Linked DNA regions of Mus musculus: all the other regions are linked to region 3. Evidence: chromatin contacts called from public ChIA-PET, HiChIP or PLAC-seq and promoter capture Hi-C data. All regions are on one chromosome and are shown on one strand. The core of a region is the stretch at or near the end of the contact, and the rest is flanking DNA. Distances in the headings are between cores, read along the strand shown. Region 1 holds the start of Slc27a2 (solute carrier family 27 (fatty acid transporter), member 2). Region 2 holds the start of Hdc (histidine decarboxylase). Region 3 holds the start of Ap4e1 (adaptor-related protein complex AP-4, epsilon 1). Region 4 holds the start of Usp8 (ubiquitin specific peptidase 8). Region 5 overlaps Gabpb1 (GA repeat binding protein, beta 1). Region 6 holds the start of Dusp2 (dual specificity phosphatase 2).

Region 1 (2,700 bases), core at 122-2,621, 460 kb before region 3:
CAAAATGACACTGTGACTCACAGTGCTGAGAGAGTGGTTAATGACCTGGGACCAAACTGGTTCCTCTTTCATATCTCACATATTACTAGATATTCTTTAAGCATAATATTTTTATTAATTCTTTGAGAACTTCACACATACATACAATGTATTTGATCATATTTACCCCTAAATATTTCCAGATCCGATCTCTCTTCCAGACCCTATCACCTCTCCTTGATGCCCTCTTCCTTTTTCCAATAGATCTCAATTCAATTTGTACAGTATATACACTTATCTGTGTGTGTGTGTGTGTGTGTGTGTGTGTGTGTGTGTGTACAGTTGGGCCGTAGGGCCATCCACTAGAGCAAGGTCGACCTTCTAGGGACCACATCGCTAAAGAAAACTGACTCTCCTTCCCTCCTTAGCCCCTTCCAGGGTTTACACAGGAAACCACAGCTGCAGTGGACATGACAAAGAATCACCTAAACTTCCCTTTCTCCTCAGTGAACAAGCATGAAAGGATCATCTGAGAAGACCTCTGACGGTTCAAGACAAGTTATCTTACAACAATAATATGAATGAGCATGAGACAGAAGACTGTGACAACGAAGCACATCTTTACTTTACTTGGTAGCAAGCATGCTAACCTTGTACAGTACCACTACCTAGGGGCATTAATACATAGATCAAACTTCTTGAAGAAATGACTTTTGAGATATGCCATTATTTACTTTGTTTGCTTTGTGTGTTTTGGTAAATGTCGAACTGAGTCCACAATACCGTCGATGTTGGAAAGTGGCTCGCGTAACAGAACAAAATCTCAAAACAAATTAACAGGACCCCATTGCTCGAGTTCCGGAGTTCCCGAAACAGGCGAAGCTCACAAGAGGGGCTGGCAGGTGCAGCTGAATGCGACCACCTCTGGCGCTTTTGTTCAACCTTGAAACCTTCCCCACAGGAGACTGCCTGAGCAGAGAAGCAAACGTTAGAAACAAAGAGAGATCTAGCGGAAAGCCTCTGGGACCAAGGAGTGGAGGTGGGACTCTGAGTTGGCTGTGGCACCTGGTGCCCGCTATTAATAATAAGGCTGCGGTGCGTTTATAAGGTACTTGATTAAGCAAAGGCACTGCGCTGTGTGATAAGAATAACTAACCACAGCACCACGCCTTTGACCTTTTCAACGTGGGCTGTTTGCGCTAAGCGTTGTTTGCGGAGAACTAGATCTCATCTGACCCCAGACACTGAACACAAGTGCTGTGGCATCCTGGGCCACCCAGGCTGACAGGAGCGGCCCCCTGAGCGCACGAGGAGCCCCACGAGGGGGCGGGACCCACGGCCGTCCCGCCCGCACAGCGCGCCACAGGCACCTGCAGCCGAGCCGCCACCCGCAGTCGCAGCGCGTCCGGAGGCCGAGCCCAGTCGCCAGCTCCTGCTCTGCTCCTCTCCCGCCTGCCGCCGCGCTGCACGCCTCGAGCACTCCCTCGGCCCCGGCGGGGACCGGGGACCCCGCAGCTACCGCCATGCTGCCAGTGCTCTACACCGGCCTGGCGGGGCTGCTGCTGCTGCCTCTGCTGCTCACCTGCTGCTGCCCCTACCTCCTCCAAGATGTGCGGTACTTCCTGCGGCTGGCCAACATGGCCCGGCGGGTGCGCAGCTACCGGCAGCGGCGACCCGTGCGTACCATCCTGCGGGCCTTCCTGGAACAAGCGCGCAAGACCCCACACAAGCCCTTCCTGCTGTTCCGAGACGAGACGCTCACCTACGCCCAGGTGGACCGGCGCAGCAACCAAGTGGCGCGGGCGCTGCACGATCAACTGGGCCTACGACAGGGGGATTGCGTAGCCCTCTTCATGGGCAATGAGCCGGCCTACGTGTGGATCTGGCTGGGACTGCTCAAACTGGGCTGTCCCATGGCGTGCCTCAACTACAACATTCGTGCCAAGTCTCTGCTGCACTGCTTTCAATGCTGCGGGGCGAAGGTGCTGCTGGCCTCCCCAGGTGAGCTGCAAAACCGCCGGCCCTAACCCTGGAGGTGGGAGGATAGAGGCACTTGGTTTCGGGGTTGCAGTGTGGTGTGGGGCCGGGAAGCAGGAAAAGAGGTCAATTCCAGGTGTACGACGCTGATTAACAATCCTTATAATTCCTAGATGTAAAGTGGCCTGTCTTTCGAAGCGCTTCAGTCCTCCAATGCGGAGTCCAGATTGCGTATGATACCTAACACGGTGTTGAATACTAAACCACTCATTCTTACCTGTGTTGTTTAGAGATGGCAAGAAGAAGTGTGTATCCATGTTATGTGCGAGGCAGTTCCCACCCACCCTCAATGTTAACCCAGGGGACCGCTGTATATGCACAATGTTGTTTTTAATCTTCACAACTCATATCATGGGATTTCTATGTGCAGCCCAGAAATCCAAAGCTTCACGTGCAGTGTCTAAGGAAGACTTGGGGCTGTCCAAAGGGATCCACTTCTAAATCCATTCCTCCAATCAGAACTTAACACATTTACATTAAAATTCAGAGGGCCTTGGATGAGAACCGCAGTGGATCCAGCCCCTAGCTTTGGTAGACTTACAGTCATGGGAAAGTCGCTTCCCTGTCCCCGTCCTCTCTTTTCCTCAGCTCCCAGCAGTTAGTGTCTGAACAACACCCTTGCTGCTTCTCACAGTCAGTAAGGAGAGACCGGACCAGGAAAAAGTAAAAAGACATTAGTAACCA
Region 2 (2,700 bases), core at 115-2,614, 390 kb before region 3:
AGAATGAAGACTAGTCAGAAAGGGAAGCAGTCATGTGAAGCCACTGCAGGCCAGTTGTTCTTTGACCCTTCAGAGGGGCTCTCTCTCATGGCCTCCCACCCTCTAGATGTGCACCTACTATGAGCAACCAGAAACCCTTCCCATTCCCCTTCTCCCTGCAAAGGAGCAAAGGAGCAGAGAAGAAAAGGAGCCTGATTTATTCCCTCTACCTCAGCTTCTGCAAAGTCCCTACACACAGAACTGGGCCTAGACAAACTGAGGCACCAGAGAGCTTGACTCCTTCAGCCCACCACAGCCTTGGGCACCCAGCACTGAGTGGTGCCCAGTAGACATGAGAGAGCTGGCACTCATCCCCAGACAGTCTCATAGGAAAATGTGTCCCACTGCAGGATAGGAACCCACACTCTCAGCTAAGTGCACTGTTGAAAAGCCACATGATACGCTAATACGCGTCTGCCTACAAAGGTTGATAGGGGAGAAGAGAGAAAAGAGATTTAAAGCAGGATAGATATTAACTTACAGCCAAGAAGTTTCATACACTGTGGCCCCTCTAGTGGAGATGAGACTATTACAAAATTACAAAGACATTCAAAGTTCTCTGTTGTCACATAGGCTTCTAAAAGAACCTTTATTTTAAGTTGATGTGTATTTCAGTTAATGCGTACTAAACAGAAGAAGCAGAACCAAACTCATCATGTCACAAGTCACTTTGTTGGATGCATCCTCATCTTCCTACAAATCCCCTTTAAGCACTTCCCTACCTGTGGACAGCCAGGCCTGAAAACAGGGTACCTGGCTTTGCTTTCCCTGCAAGCTGGTATACAAGTGGGCACTTGGCGAACGTTTAAACATGAACACTAAAAGAATAAACTACTTTACACAGAGAAATGAATATTAAGAGAGTTTGGGCTATCAAATGCTTAAGTCTTTTTTTTTTTTTTCCTATTTCATAAGGCAATTGAGTGGATCACAAATACAGATAGTTTATTTTGTGGGCAGGTAGAAGGAAACAAAATGCAAGACACAGGCAGCAATCACAGAAGTAGGCACATGAGAGGCAGGGAATGAGGGACCTGTTAAAACTCTGATCTACATCCTGTTCAAGAATTCAGGAGAAACACCACTGAAGCCAAACCGGCTCTCCCAAGGCAACTCAAACACTCACCTGCCTCCAACAGCAGGGAAGACCCACCCTGTCACTCACCTCTAGCTCGGTAGTATTCACGGTATTCACGGTATTCACAGGGCTCCATCATCTCCCTTGGATTGCTCCTCCTGGCAGACAGACAGAGGAGGCTGGAAGGCAGCTGTCAACAGGGCTTCTTGGTCGCCTTTGTCTGTGCTGTGCACTCCCTGGCAGCCAGTGCATCTCTTATTTAAGGAGTTCCCTATTCCCCTCCTTTAGCCCCGCCCCCATAAAGTCCCTTCCTTCAGGCTTAATTTCAGCCTCTCTTGTCCCCGTCCTTTCTGATTTGAACTTTGATCAACAGAATCAGAGAACATGGTGTTTTTAGACCAGTTGGGGCACCTAGCCTCCCAAGCCTACAAGCAGCTCTGGATAGACAAGGTAAAAGAGCCCTCTATCATCCCTGCCCCTGCATTCAGACCATAGAGCCCCAGCCTTGAATAAAGCTCCTAGCTCAGAGGCCAGAAATAGGCCAAGGGCATTCACAATAAGTAGCACAGAGGGTGGAGTTGCTCCTGCCCTGGCTTCTCTATGAGGTGAGGGCAGAGCCGGCTCAGAGAAGCCCATAGCTAGCCAGGCTGAGCTCAGGACAGATCAACAACAGGATATGAAGGATTCTTTTTATCCATTACTACATAGCACTTGTTCTGGGTTCTTTGCCTCGACTACTGTTTAAGCTAACGGAGGAAAAACCTGTTCAGTGCCAATAAATCTGGAAGTCCCTTTAGTGGATGGACGCTTCTACAGCAAGCAGAGCTGGAGAACAGAGCGGAGCCTGGGTGCAGCAGAGTGCGGGACACACATTCGTAAGGGGGAAGAATTGCCACTTTGTCAGATGGAAATCTTTCTGGTGACAGCAGTTATCTGTACCCCTCCTCTTCCTGAGTCGAGTACTTTTCCTAATCAACGTTTCTTCCTGACCATCTCTTACGAAAGAACAGCTTTTGAGAACTCCTCCTACGTCCAGGGCTTCTCGAGATAACACAAAGGAAGCGTACTAGTGGGGGCGGGGATGGCAGTTTCTCCTGAAATCATATTCTGGGGTGGTGTGTTTGTCCTGAACCCCAACACTGCCACAAAACAACAAAAATCCTTCGGAGTTTTCCCGAATACCAAGAGCTTTTTGTTCTTTATATCGAGGTCCCTTTGTTCCTCAGAGGCTCTGGACTGCGGATGCCTGCACCCAAGAGCTTGAACACAATCTGAGAAAAACAGTGTCTAAAGCATTACCTGTACTTACACAACAGACTTCATGGGGGGTGGTCAGGGGGAAGAATGGGAGAAAGAGCTAAAGGTTAAACAAGGGTGGGGCTCAGTGGCAAACCGCTCACCTAGCACGCCCGCCCGAGGCCTTGCCTTTGGTCCCCAGTTCCCATCTCCCTTTTTTAAAAGTACCTCTGGAGCAGATTTGAAATGTTTGCAGGGCTACCTGAAGGATAAGCACCCAAAGAAGGCAGCTCCACACCCCAAGTGTCACCCTTCACCCAACTGTCATCACATCTGTCTCGATCAAA
Region 3 (2,700 bases), core at 30-2,529:
AAAAAATAGAAAAAAAAATAAATAAAAAAAAGAAGTTTTAGTGCTGCTTGAAAAGCAGGAACAACAGAGTTTTGCTTTTTATATAGCCTACCATGTCTCTGTTTCAAATGTGTAATTTTTCTTCCTTTAAACTTTGGTCCAAACAATGACCCTGTTTTACTGGCACCACAGCACAATTTGAAAAAGCTCTATTGGATAAGACGGACTAAGGGGGATAGTGAACATCACCCAGGCCAGGGGAAGGAAAGTTTCACTTTACTTTTTGGCAGTGTAGCCGCGTTCCTTTCACCCGAGTCAGAAATGTATCAGCTTTCCCCAGCATATTTTTTAGGTGGAAGAAAAAAATTGGGGGATGGGGAAAGTTAAGACAGGGTTTCATATAACTCAGGTTTGTTTTGAACTTGATATGGAGCCGGTGATGCCCTTGAATTTTCTTGCTCCTCCTTCCAGTCTCAAGGGCTGGGATTTCAGGCAACAACCACTACATGGCTGGAAAGTAAGTTTTCTAATTTAAACTAGTGAAAGGGCCTAAAGTTAAAAAAACACACACACACATACACACACACACAGTAAACAAAACTTTACGTAGGCATAAAATATTAAATTCTAAAGAAAATCTGTTTTAAATAATTTAAATATTGAGATTTTTCAATAAATTAAACTTTTTTAAAAAAAGATTTATTTATTATTATAAATAAGTACCCTGTTGCTGTCTTCAGACACGCAACAGAAGAGGGCGTCAGATCTCATTATGGATGGTTGTGAGCCACCGTGTGGTTGCTGGAATTTGAACTCAGGACCTTTGGAAGAGCAGACAGTGCTCTTACCCACTGAGCCATCTCACCAGCCCTAAACTTTATCTTTGCATAACTATTCTGTCAGGCAAACTTTTTCTTTTGTTGAGGTGTAGGTACAAGAACAACTTCAAGATTTAAGAAAAAAATTTCACTTATCACAGACAAAGTTTCAGAGATAAGAGCTCCTACAGGTGTTAAGAACACTATAAAGATGGTAGGTCAGGTTTGTAATCCCAGCACTTGGAGGCTGGGACAGGGGAATGGCACGAATTCATTAACCTTGGGAAGTTCGAGAAAATACAAGATCATGCACACACATTTCACCGCTAATAGAATGATCATGAACTTCATGTCTCCAGAGAACTCCTCTCTCCTCCTAGACTCGTGCGCCCCCAGGCGGTGTTTCCCGGAACTTCATCCTGCTCGTCCTGCTCCGGCGCGAATAAAGATTTCTTATTCAAAACGCCGGAAGTGACTACGGAGGCCGGGAGAGTCAGCGCGAAGTAGCCTCGTAGGGAGGCAGCGATGAGCGACATGGTGGAGAGGACGCTGACCGCACTGCCGGGGCTCTTCCTGCAGAACCAGCTGGGAGGACCTGCGGCCTCCAGAGCACCCTTCTTCTCCAGGCTGGGCGGCCTCATCCGTGGCGTCACTGCACTCTCATCCAAGCACGTATGCGGCGGGGTTGGCTGGGCGGGATGGGGTGGGGCGGCGGGGCCGGAGACATCGGTCCGCTGGATGGACGCAGCCGGGCGTCCGCCTCAAGTTGCCTGTACCGACCGACCTCAGGAGGCCGGCTTTCTGATTTGGAGGCCCGAAGACCCTCCGTGTGTTTTCTCATGGGGTGCTTTGAGGATTACATGAGCTGTCAATCGAGTGAAAAAAGCCAGTATGACCTAAAGCCTGAGCTATAGGCTCCTACCAAGTTTCTCCTCCCTGTTGAGATTTTTGTTTTGTTTTGATTTTTCGAGACAGGATTTCTCTGTGTAGCCCGGGCTGTCCTGGAACTCACTCTGTAGACCAGGCTGGCCTCGAACTCAGAAATCCGCCTGCCTCTGCCTTCCAAGTGCTGGGATTAAAGGCTTGTGCCACCACTGCCCGGCTCCCTCTTGAGTTTTAATTTTTCTATTTGGAAGCATCACGTACTCGGACAGACAACCCTCATTCCCACCCCTGACAGGGCTGTTAATCTTTGCAGAGCTTGAGGTTTAGTCTAGACCAACGGGTTGGGCAAAGACGCGCTTTGAAAACTAGTAGTTACTATAGAAGTTATTAAGTTCCCACGTACTTTGTATGGTACTGACTCAAAGCCTCAAGGAGTGTTTGTCTTAAAAACATAATATTGTGTCATACTTTCTTCAGCAAGTATTTATCAAGCACAACTATATGTTAAGTAATGAAAATAGCAAAACACTTTTCTGTCTATTTTCTGTCCATTTTAGACTTAACATAAATAAGTAACTACAGTGCAGTGTAAATGCCTGCAGCATGGAGAAGAGAAACAAGATGCCTTTAAAGGTTTAAAACGGGCTTGTGTTCTCACTGGAAGCTGGTGTGTGGCAGGGCTTGCTGAACATCCCTTAATCATTATTCGTGTACTTAACATCTCTTCGTGCTTTTCTGTTGCTAATTTGTATGAGAGGGCAAGTAAGTATTTTGTGTGTACATGTATGTACTGAGAGAATGTGTATGTGCTGGTATGTGAGGATGCACGGACCCACGGCACATGTATAGGCTTCCGAGAACAGCTTTGGGTCTTAGTCCTTACCTTCCACCTAGTAGGTGAGATCTCTCTTGACGCTTGTTTCTGTGTTGTATATTCAGGCAGGCTGGCTAGGGAGCTTCGAGTGTTCTGTCTCACCATAGGAGTGCAGGGATCACAGGTCCACCTCACCACACCCGG
Region 4 (2,700 bases), core at 132-2,631, 300 kb before region 3:
CATGTGTGTGCGTGAGTGTGTGTGTGTGTGTGTGTTTTCCAGGAATCAAACTCAGATTGCCAAGTTTACCTGGTAAGGACTTCACGCATCTTGTTGGGCTCAGAGAAAATTTTCACTGATACACTCCAATGATGTCTCTCTTCCTTTCAGTCCTACCTCCTTCCAATTGTCAGAGCACCCCAAAATGTTCTCCATGTGTTTTATACTTATTCTCACATTCAGCTCTAAGTTTTTCTTTCCTTACTCAATTCCACAAAGCTGAGCAGAGAAAAAACATTTTCCTAAAATAATCCATCCTCAAAAAAACAATTTCTTCCTTAATTATGAGGGGGAAAAAAAAAACATTTGAGGCTTTTATCCAGTAGTTCCCAGCATTGCACGGTATCAAATCACACCAGTCTTTACTTGTCTAGGGAGAACAAATAGTATATAATTTAGTGTTGATTTTTTAAAGGAGAAATGCAAGATTTTGTTTGTTTGGTTGGTTTGGTTTTTCGAGACAGGGTTTCTCTGTGTAGCCCTGGCTGTCCTGGAACTCACTCTGTAGACCAGGCTGGCCTCGAACTCAGAAATCCGTCTGTCTCTGCCTCCCAAGTGCTGGGACTAAAGGCGTGTGCCACCACCGCCCAGCACAAGAATACCTTTGCATGTAGCTAATTGTAATGGAAACGAAACTAAGGTTTATTTTAAAGGTTGGTAGACTGGATGCTTACTACTCTTTAACGTTTAATGGCAGCCTATCTGCTAAGTATTTTCATTTTATATACTTAGTAGAGCTGTGCTTTTAGATTTGACATGCATTAAAAAGTTGGACTGTCCCAACGGATTTAGTGACCAGGGAAAACAACTCCACTCTTAAGCAATTTTTATGTCCACGAGTAGCCCATCTTTTCTCCACAAGACAACTCTCCAAAGAGTTCAAACCCCAGCTTTGTAAGACTGGTCCTTTTGGAAATGTTGACGGTGTTTGTGCAATGTGTTTTCCAAACACGTCTGTTCTTTAACCAGAGGCTTGGCTTTGGAGAATGTTTATTCCCAAGTTTTAGAAGGTATCAATCCTCTCCCCGTATTTTCCCCCTAATGTCCGATCTGACGGGAAAAATGCACTATTGAGAGGCGCCAAAATATCCTCGATTCCTCCGTGGACAGCTCCAAGTCACAATGTGACACAATCTGAACTGACTTCCACCCGGAAAAGAGACGCGCGAGGACACCGGAAGCGCAGCACGCGCGCTTCCGTCCCGCACCAGCTCAAACTGTCCTTCCGACGCATGCTCAGGCCGGTTCGGCGCTCACCCTTCCGGAGAGGGCCGCCCTGATGTCCCTCCCTACGGGACAGAAAGGCGGAGTTACAGGGTTCACTGGAAGCTCCGCCCTCGCCGTGACGTTTCGAGACGCGACCCGTCGCCACGCAATGCGAATCGGGAAGAGGGGATGAGCTGCGCTGCCGTGCGTCTGAGAGCGAAGGCTCGTTCTCCTTCTGGTGGTGGGCGATGGGCGTCAGGCGAGGAGGCCGGTGTTAGCGGAGCGCGGGCGCTGCGGTGAGTGCGGCCTGGCTCCGGCCCCGGTTCCTGGGGAAGGCGTCCTCCAGCTGCTGGTCATCCGGGAGACGAGCCCTGTCCGCGGAGGGGTGGGACAACCCCAGACAACTGGCTGGTCCAGGGAGGGCCCGACTCTTGGTCGCTCCCGTCCCCCTCCTACGGTGCCCAGCGAGTTTGATGTAGTTTGCCGGTCTCAGAGGGTGGCCTTGACCAGTTCTCCTTTCTGTTGGACACTAGACCCAACTTTGGACTCCTTCCTTTTGCTTCCTTTTTTCTCATTTTGTGCTACCTACAACCCCAGGCCTTAATACGACCATTTGTCATGTTTTCCCTATTCCCCTTTACCCGGGTCACGCATGTTTTCAGTGAAGTACAAAAATTGAGTTAAGTAAACTCACCACACTTAAAACTTCTTCAAAGAGGGCATTTTCTTTTCTTAAAAATGTTTCTTCGTTTGTAGACTTGTGGCACTGACAAGTTCCCTTCACATCTGATGTACCGAGAGAGTTGTCAACCCCAAATCACAATGATATTCCTTTACCCACAAAGCTGCAGACCCTGTTCCTATGTTTTGTTCTTGCTTTCTGCCTATGACCTTGAGTCAGTCATTCAAGAAATATTTACGTGACTCACAGAGGTGTTGCAGAATCTAAGGAGTTTCATATTTATTAAAAAGCTCTAGGGTTTCGGATCAAAACGATGCCTAGCTAAAGGGTGTAATTCTTGGTTGTTCCCCGCCACCACCCACAAGGTCTTACTATGTAAACAGGACTTGTCTCAAACTCACTGAAACCTTCCTCCCTTGGCTCCAGAGATGGATAAAACTGCATCAAGCACCACTCCTGGCAAGGGTATTCTTTTTAAATCTTAGAGTATTCTTAGTTGTGTATATTATCCTACTTCATTAAAAATTCCATGTGTTATTTTTTGGTTTTGGTGGCTTTATTCTCTTTCTTTTTTTCTTACTTTCTTTCTTTTTTTTCTCGAGACAGTTTGTCTGTGCAGCCATAGCTATTATGGAACTCACTCTAAACCACGATTGCCCTTGATCTCAAAGTTCTGCCTGCCTTTGCCTCCCGAGTGCTGCCCACCACTGCCAGGCTCGGTGTATTGTTGGTGGTGGTAGTTTTTGGTTTTTGTTTCTGTTTTAAAGATATCT
Region 5 (2,700 bases), core at 86-2,585, 370 kb before region 3:
TTCATTTTCTCACTGAAGCCCACTTACTGTAGTGCTACTGATGGCACTCTTACACATAATATACTCATCCACACAGCTGAATGGTCAAAGTAATATTAAAGATGCATATGTTAAGAGTATCCTGGGCACCTGCTGACAGAATTGCTTTTATTAGTTTCTTGCATATTAGTCTTACAATAATTTGTGTAAAGACAACAAATACCCATGGGAGGCAAACAGAAAGCACACCCACTCGAGCACCAACTCCATCTTTTCTCAGCACACAGCTATCTTCGGCCTGCTAATACTGTCCCTGAATACACACAACTGTGAACACTGTAGCAGTGTCCCTGGTGAATCTGTGGGCACTGTTTACATTTTTGATGTTTTCATATAAACATGAACATACAGAAAGCACATACCCTTGCTTTGCAGAGCAGTGTAGAACATATTTGACAGCCATGAAGAAAAAAATTTAATTAATGTTTTTAAGTCACAAGAGAAATTACCACTGTTTTCTAAGACTATCAAAACTTTTCGTCAAATGGAGCATGGTGAGGAACTCAGGAGGCAGAGCCAGGCAGATCTCTGTGAGTTCAAAGCCAGCTTGGTCTACACAGTGAGACCCTGCCTCAGATTCCTTACTAAAACATGGCCAGCAAGATGGCTCCTCAGGTAAGGGCACTTGCCACCAAGCCTGACCTGAATTCAATGGCTGGGATTCATGTGGTAGAAGGATGCTCTCTCGTGCATGTGTGTTGTGGCACACAGTTTCCTCCCAACAAGTAAATAAAGGTAAGCACTTTTAAAATGTTGTCAAAACATGAAAATTTCTGTAACAAAGGTAACAAATTTAAAAATAGTGAAACTTGTAGCACAATGTATGGTAATATAAAACATTAGAAATGGGCCTGGAGAGGTGGCTTAGCAGTTAAGAGCTGCTCTTCCAGTGGCCCTGGGCTCAATTCCTAGCACCACCTGGCAGCTTCCAACGGTCTGTAATTCCAGTTCTAAGGGATATGACACCCTCTTCTGGCCGCCATGGGTACTGCAATCATATAGCACACATGAAAATATGCAGGCAGGTTCTCATACACATAAAATAAAAACTTACAATATCAACTATACCAAGAAAATGTTACTTCATTTTATTCATATCATATTATATTTATAACAAGAATGGAGAAATTCTCTTTCACTGGACATGATACAGGGCATGTTAGACATTTTAAATTATAGAGGCTTTAACAGTTTACTATTTTTCTTTTTCAGAGTTTTCCTAATTCTTTGCTCTAGCAACATTAACTTTAGAATCCATCTGACTAGTTACAGAACTAAAGCATGTCCCTCCTACCCTCCCATCTGTCAGTAAAAGCTGTAACCTTCAGTAACCTAGAATGATTATATTTGGAAGCAGGGCCCTTCAATGGAATCAAGGTAAAATCATGAGCTATTCTATCTCTGTGTCCTTTTGAGAGAAGATAGGACACAGCTGGAATGCAGCTATCGACAAGCCAAAGAAACCTGCTGACACTTGATGTTGGACCACGAAAAGTTCATGTCTATTGTTTAAGTTACAGTTTCTGACACTGTTACTAACACACTAGCATTGCTTTAATGGCATATTACATTTACTCAGGAAGAACTGAATGTTCCTGGACACAGAGTCTCCCATTTACAAAACATGAGTTGACTTGCATCTGCTCATAAATAAAATCAGTGCATTCGTCTAGTGTCTGGTTTGAGAGATCCTTTTGTTTAATCCAGTTCGTATGTGTGCGTGTGTGGTGCACGTAAATGTTTACATGGATGTGTGCATAAGTATGCCTGGACATTTGGAGACAAGAGACTGACATCATGTTTTCTTTGTTCATTCTCTATCTTAAAAAAAAAAAAAATTGTGTGTAGTGGCGGATGCTTTTAATTCCAGCAGCCAGGGAGAGGTGGTTGCATCTCTGTGAGTTCCAGACCAGACCAGCCTTTTTGGCACAGGGTCTCACTGTGTAGTACTGGCTTCAAACTTGCTATGTAGAGCAAGCTAGCCTTGAGCTTACAGAGATCTGTCTACTTCTACCTGAGTGCTGGAACTAAAGGCACTCAGCACTACACTGGCCTGATAGCACTTTAAATGTGGAACTTTCAGCCTTCGGGTTACACTAAAACTGTCTGTTACTTCATCTACCTTGTAAATCTCTGTGGTTCCCATGGTGGGTGGGTAGGGAAAGTGTATACCCTGGCAAAGCCCCTTCTAGTCCTGTTCTAGATAAGCCCCAGGTCAGCTTTGGGGTTTTATTGTTTTTTGAACAAAAAGGTTAATTTCAGACATCAAGCTTATTGTAAACTTACAAACACACTAAAGCATCGTCCCTAGAAAGTTAGGCTGAGCATACTTTATCAAAGCAGCAACTTTTCTACAAGGCTATAAGTGAATGAAAGATCTACCCTGCCCAGAATATTTAATTGATTTCAAGTGAGAAAATGAATACTATTTTTAAAAGTTAAAACAAAAAATCTGGCAGCTGCTTTTTCATGCTCTTTGGGGACCTAAAATAGCCACAAGGGCTCATAGTTCCTATGGTAAAGGGACATGCATCTGGGTGTGGTAGTACTAGTGTAAAACTGAACTCAGATATGTAGATACAAGAAAATCAGGAATTCAAGGCAAACCTCAGCTACACACTAACTTTGAGGGCAGACTCAGCAATATGAGATCATGTCTCA
Region 6 (2,700 bases), core at 151-2,650, 330 kb after region 3:
CAGACAGGCTTGGTGGGAAGGGACCCAGGCTGTGGCCCTGGAACCAACTTGCATGACCGTGCCACTGAGACACAAGTCCATGACTCCTGGTCCAGGAGTCCTCGTAGCTCTCCCTGGCATTCTGTATCCCCCACAAGCCCCAAGTTCCCCAAATCAAGAGGAAAGGCATAATATTTTGCTCGAGCACCTATATACCTACCATACCTTATGTTAGGGGTCCCCACAGGTTCTAGCCACAGGCCTCCAAGAAACAAAGGATCTGCAGGGATGCTGGAAGGGTCTTAGTAAAGGCAGAGGATTGGCTCAGGGCAATAAAGATTTGGGAGGCTGGGTTCTGAACACTGTCCCCACCCGCCTGCTTCAGTTCAGCCACCTACCAACTTTCTCGCCCCCAACGCAGGAGTGTCCCGGGGGGCCCACGTGCAGCTGGGCCTCACCACATCCGGGAGGGGGGGGCGGGCAGGCACTTGAGTGGGGGAGCACAGAATGGCTGTGAGTTACCCAGTTTTTCATTCTTACAGTTTGGTGTGGGACCAGGGCCTGTCCCAGAGGGGTTTGTAGCTCCTAAGGGGTCGGAAGGGAACAGGTTCTGTGAATAGTCCTTCTTCCCCTGAAATTCCCGCCAGGCCTGGCTATGCCCTGGGAGAGCCCAGCATCGTCAACAGAGTTCCTCTTTAGCCCTGGCCTGTGGCATGGGAACTACTTCTTTTTAGGCTCTTGGGGGTTTCCCTGGGCCCCTGGGGAAAGAAACTGTCCCAGTCATAAGAGGAAACTCGTCACAGGCCCCTGCGCCCCTTCCCCATTAAAGCCCCTCCCACCCCACCCCACCCCCGCCCCTGCCCCAGGGCTTTGGCTTTCCAGGACTCCTCCACCTGGGCCTGGGCCTGACATGGGAGAATAGGACAATTTCCTGACGGTTGGTGTCTTTCCTAATAGTGTATCATTATGGGTAGCAACAGGTAATTTGTCCATTTTTGCTATCGAAATTCCTAGAATGAAAACCCTGGGAGAAAATGGGAAAAGTGAGGAAGCTGAAGACCTGAGTAACTCAAAGGCTCGGTGCAGCTGAGAGCTGAGTTCCTAAGCACTTAGTGGCTTGAAGCCTGGCAAAGAGTGGGGAGCACTGGGGCATATACACTGGAGAGACGTGGGTGGGGCCTCTAGACTCCAGGCCGACACTTGTCACGGTCTGGTTCCCAGTTTCTTCCCCCGCGTGTCCCTCCCCCTGATGCCCCGCCCCACCCACCCCCTGTCCGCTCAGGGAGCCCCGGGGGCGGCCCAGCCAGAGTCCCACGTGAAGCCGCGGGGGCGGGCACCGGCGCCTTCCTGCTCTACCCTTGTATGGTGACCCGAGGGGCCAGCCCTCGAGTATTTAAGCCCGGGCTCGACGAAGAGCCCCCAGAACCGTCAGCTCCCGCCACACAGACACCGCGCCGCCGGAGCCGAGGGAGAGGACATCCGGAAGCAGGAGGCTTTGCGATGCCGATCGCCATGGGGCTGGAGACGGCGTGCGAGCTAGAGTGCGCGGCGCTGGGCGCGCTGCTGCGGGAGCCGCGGGAGGCCGAGCGCACGCTGCTGCTCGACTGCCGCCCGTTCCTGGCCTTCTGCCGGAGCCACGTGCGCGCCGCGCGACCGGTGCCCTGGAACGCGCTGCTGCGGCGGCGTGCGCGCGGCACCCCCGCCGCTGCCCTCGCCTGTCTGTTGCCCGACCGCGCACTCCGGGCGCGCCTGGGCCGCGGGGAGCTGGCCCGTGCCGTGGTGCTGGATGAAAGCAGCGCGTCTGTGGCCGAGCTCCCGCCGGACGGCCCCGCTCACCTGCTGCTAGCCGCACTGCAGCACGAGATGCGCGGGGGACCCACGACCGTGTGCTTCTTGCGAGGTGAGCCCGCGCCCCGCGCCCTGCGCCCTTCGCCCCTTCTCCCATGTTCCGCGCCCCGCGCTCTTAGCCCCTTGTCCCACGTTCCGTGCCCCGTTCCCGACCTCTTGGCTAATCATACCCTTTCTTGTCTTTCCCACAGGCGGTTTCAAAAGCTTCCAGACGTACTGTCCGGATCTGTGCTCTGAAGCTCCTGCCCAGGCCCTGCCTCCTGCTGGGGCCGAAAATAGCAACTCTGACCCGAGGGTTCCGATCTATGACCAGGTGAGTTGATATTCGAATTTGTTGTCTTCATTGTGCATTCTAGAGGGATGCCTCTGGAGAACGCCAGTGGGGAAAGACAGGGGTGTGTTCCAATATACATTCCCAGATGTGGAGAGTGTTTGTGTGACCTGCAAATGGTGTGAACGTGTATATATCCTCATACAGACTTTAAGGCATATGTGGCACAAAGTGTCTGAACATATGTCCCCTTGTGGCCTCAAGACTTTTAATTCTGTCCTTGGTCAGAAGGCCTAGAGCTTCTCTTGTTTCTAGCCAATCCAAGATGTCTGGATCAAGCCCTCCAGCACAAGGCTGAGTGAGGTCTCACCACCGTCCCCTTCCTCCTCCAGGGTGGTCCTGTGGAAATCTTGCCCTACCTGTACTTGGGCAGCTGCAACCACTCCTCAGATCTTCAGGGCCTGCAGGCCTGCGGCATCACAGCAGTTCTCAATGTCTCTGCCAGCTGCCCCAACCACTTTGAGGGTCTTTTCCATTACAAGAGCATTCCAGTAGAAGATAACCAGATGGTGGAGATAAGTGCCTGGTTCCAGGAGGCTATC

The links. Promoter capture Hi-C pulls out the DNA fragments that hold promoters and counts their contacts. ChIA-PET counts read pairs in DNA pulled down with a chosen protein or histone mark. HiChIP or PLAC-seq counts read pairs in DNA pulled down with a chosen protein or histone mark.
Region 1: a contact with region 3 is called in an H3K27ac HiChIP or PLAC-seq map of embryonic stem cells, with 4 times the contacts expected there. The contact joins the promoter of Slc27a2 here to the promoter of Ap4e1 in region 3. A contact is called at or near these places in 5 of 39 promoter capture datasets (3T3-L1-derived adipocytes, the HPC-7 cell line, pre-B cells and 2 more), 1 of 15 datasets of contacts at CTCF or cohesin (large pre-B cells), 1 of 484 Hi-C or Micro-C datasets (embryonic stem cells), 3 of 115 datasets of contacts at active chromatin or transcription factors (embryonic stem cells and large pre-B cells) and 2 of 9 other capture datasets (embryonic stem cells and macrophages).
Region 2: a contact with region 3 is called in a promoter capture Hi-C map of embryonic stem cells, with 3 times the contacts expected there. The contact joins the promoter of Hdc here to the promoter of Ap4e1 in region 3. A contact is called at or near these places in 9 of 39 promoter capture datasets (the 3T3-L1 cell line, the HPC-7 cell line, cranial neural crest and 4 more), 1 of 484 Hi-C or Micro-C datasets (embryonic stem cells), 5 of 115 datasets of contacts at active chromatin or transcription factors (the 230-238 cell line, embryonic limb bud, embryonic stem cells and 1 more) and 2 of 9 other capture datasets (liver and macrophages).
Region 4: an H3K4me3 HiChIP or PLAC-seq map of the SCID.adh cell line shows a contact between it and region 3, with 4 times the contacts expected there. The contact joins the promoter of Usp8 here to the promoter of Ap4e1 in region 3. A contact is called at or near these places in 7 of 39 promoter capture datasets (embryonic stem cells, erythroid cells, frontonasal cranial neural crest and 4 more), 2 of 15 datasets of contacts at CTCF or cohesin (the NIH/3T3 cell line and embryonic stem cells), 7 of 484 Hi-C or Micro-C datasets (the C2C12 cell line, CD8 T cells, the HPC-7 cell line and 4 more), 18 of 115 datasets of contacts at active chromatin or transcription factors (the NIH/3T3 cell line, the SCID.adh cell line, astrocytes and 12 more) and 4 of 9 other capture datasets (adipose tissue, embryonic stem cells, liver and 1 more).
Region 5: a promoter capture Hi-C map of hippocampal neurons shows a contact between it and region 3, with 2.8 times the contacts expected there. The contact joins the enhancer-like site here to the promoter of Ap4e1 in region 3. A contact is called at or near these places in 4 of 39 promoter capture datasets (cranial neural crest, hippocampal neurons, liver and 1 more), 1 of 15 datasets of contacts at CTCF or cohesin (large pre-B cells), 2 of 484 Hi-C or Micro-C datasets (embryonic stem cells and pre-hematopoietic stem cells), 4 of 115 datasets of contacts at active chromatin or transcription factors (the 230-238 cell line, fetal liver and large pre-B cells) and 2 of 9 other capture datasets (embryonic stem cells and macrophages).
Region 6: a contact with region 3 is called in an RNA polymerase II ChIA-PET map of memory CD8 T cells, with 42 read pairs. The contact joins the promoter of Dusp2 here to the promoter of Ap4e1 in region 3. A contact is called at or near these places in 3 of 39 promoter capture datasets (embryonic stem cells, erythroid cells and stem cell-derived epiblast-like cells), 6 of 484 Hi-C or Micro-C datasets (CD8 T cells, the G1E-ER4 cell line, Th1 cells and 2 more) and 1 of 115 datasets of contacts at active chromatin or transcription factors (memory CD8 T cells).

What each region holds. Positions count from the first base shown.
Region 1 is chr2:126,551,653-126,554,352 of GRCm38.p6, forward strand. It overlaps Slc27a2 (solute carrier family 27 (fatty acid transporter), member 2), which reads left to right and starts at 1,372. Exons shown (of 10, transcript NM_011978.2): 1 at 1,372-1,980. The coding sequence starts at 1,503.
Region 2 is chr2:126,617,314-126,620,013 of GRCm38.p6, forward strand. Hdc (histidine decarboxylase) reads right to left here and starts at 1,365. Exons shown (of 12, transcript NM_008230.6): 1 at 1,205-1,365. The coding sequence starts at 1,256.
Region 3 is chr2:127,007,432-127,010,131 of GRCm38.p6, forward strand. It overlaps Ap4e1 (adaptor-related protein complex AP-4, epsilon 1), which reads left to right and starts at 1,280. Exons shown (of 21, transcript NM_175550.3): 1 at 1,280-1,469. The coding sequence starts at 1,323.
Region 4 is chr2:126,705,947-126,708,646 of GRCm38.p6, forward strand. It overlaps Usp8 (ubiquitin specific peptidase 8), which reads left to right and starts at 1,382. Exons shown (of 19, transcript NM_019729.3): 1 at 1,382-1,541.
Region 5 is chr2:126,639,491-126,642,190 of GRCm38.p6, forward strand. The region is part of intron 7 of Gabpb1 (GA repeat binding protein, beta 1); the gene reads right to left. Among named protein-coding and RNA genes, the nearest start is that of Hdc, 22 kb to the left of the region's middle. Within about 2 kb of position 1,336, at least 3 of the 459 cell types and tissues checked have an H3K27ac peak or open chromatin away from gene starts, as enhancers often do. A contact at or near this core is called in hippocampal neurons, where this site is marked.
Region 6 is chr2:127,334,759-127,337,458 of GRCm38.p6, forward strand. Dusp2 (dual specificity phosphatase 2) reads left to right here and starts at 1,401. Exons shown (of 4, transcript NM_010090.2): 1 at 1,401-1,879; 2 at 2,019-2,140; 3 at 2,491-2,700. The coding sequence starts at 1,480. It overlaps Gm46762 (a long non-coding RNA gene), which reads right to left and starts at 793. Exons shown (of 3, transcript XR_003953899.1): 1 at 1-793.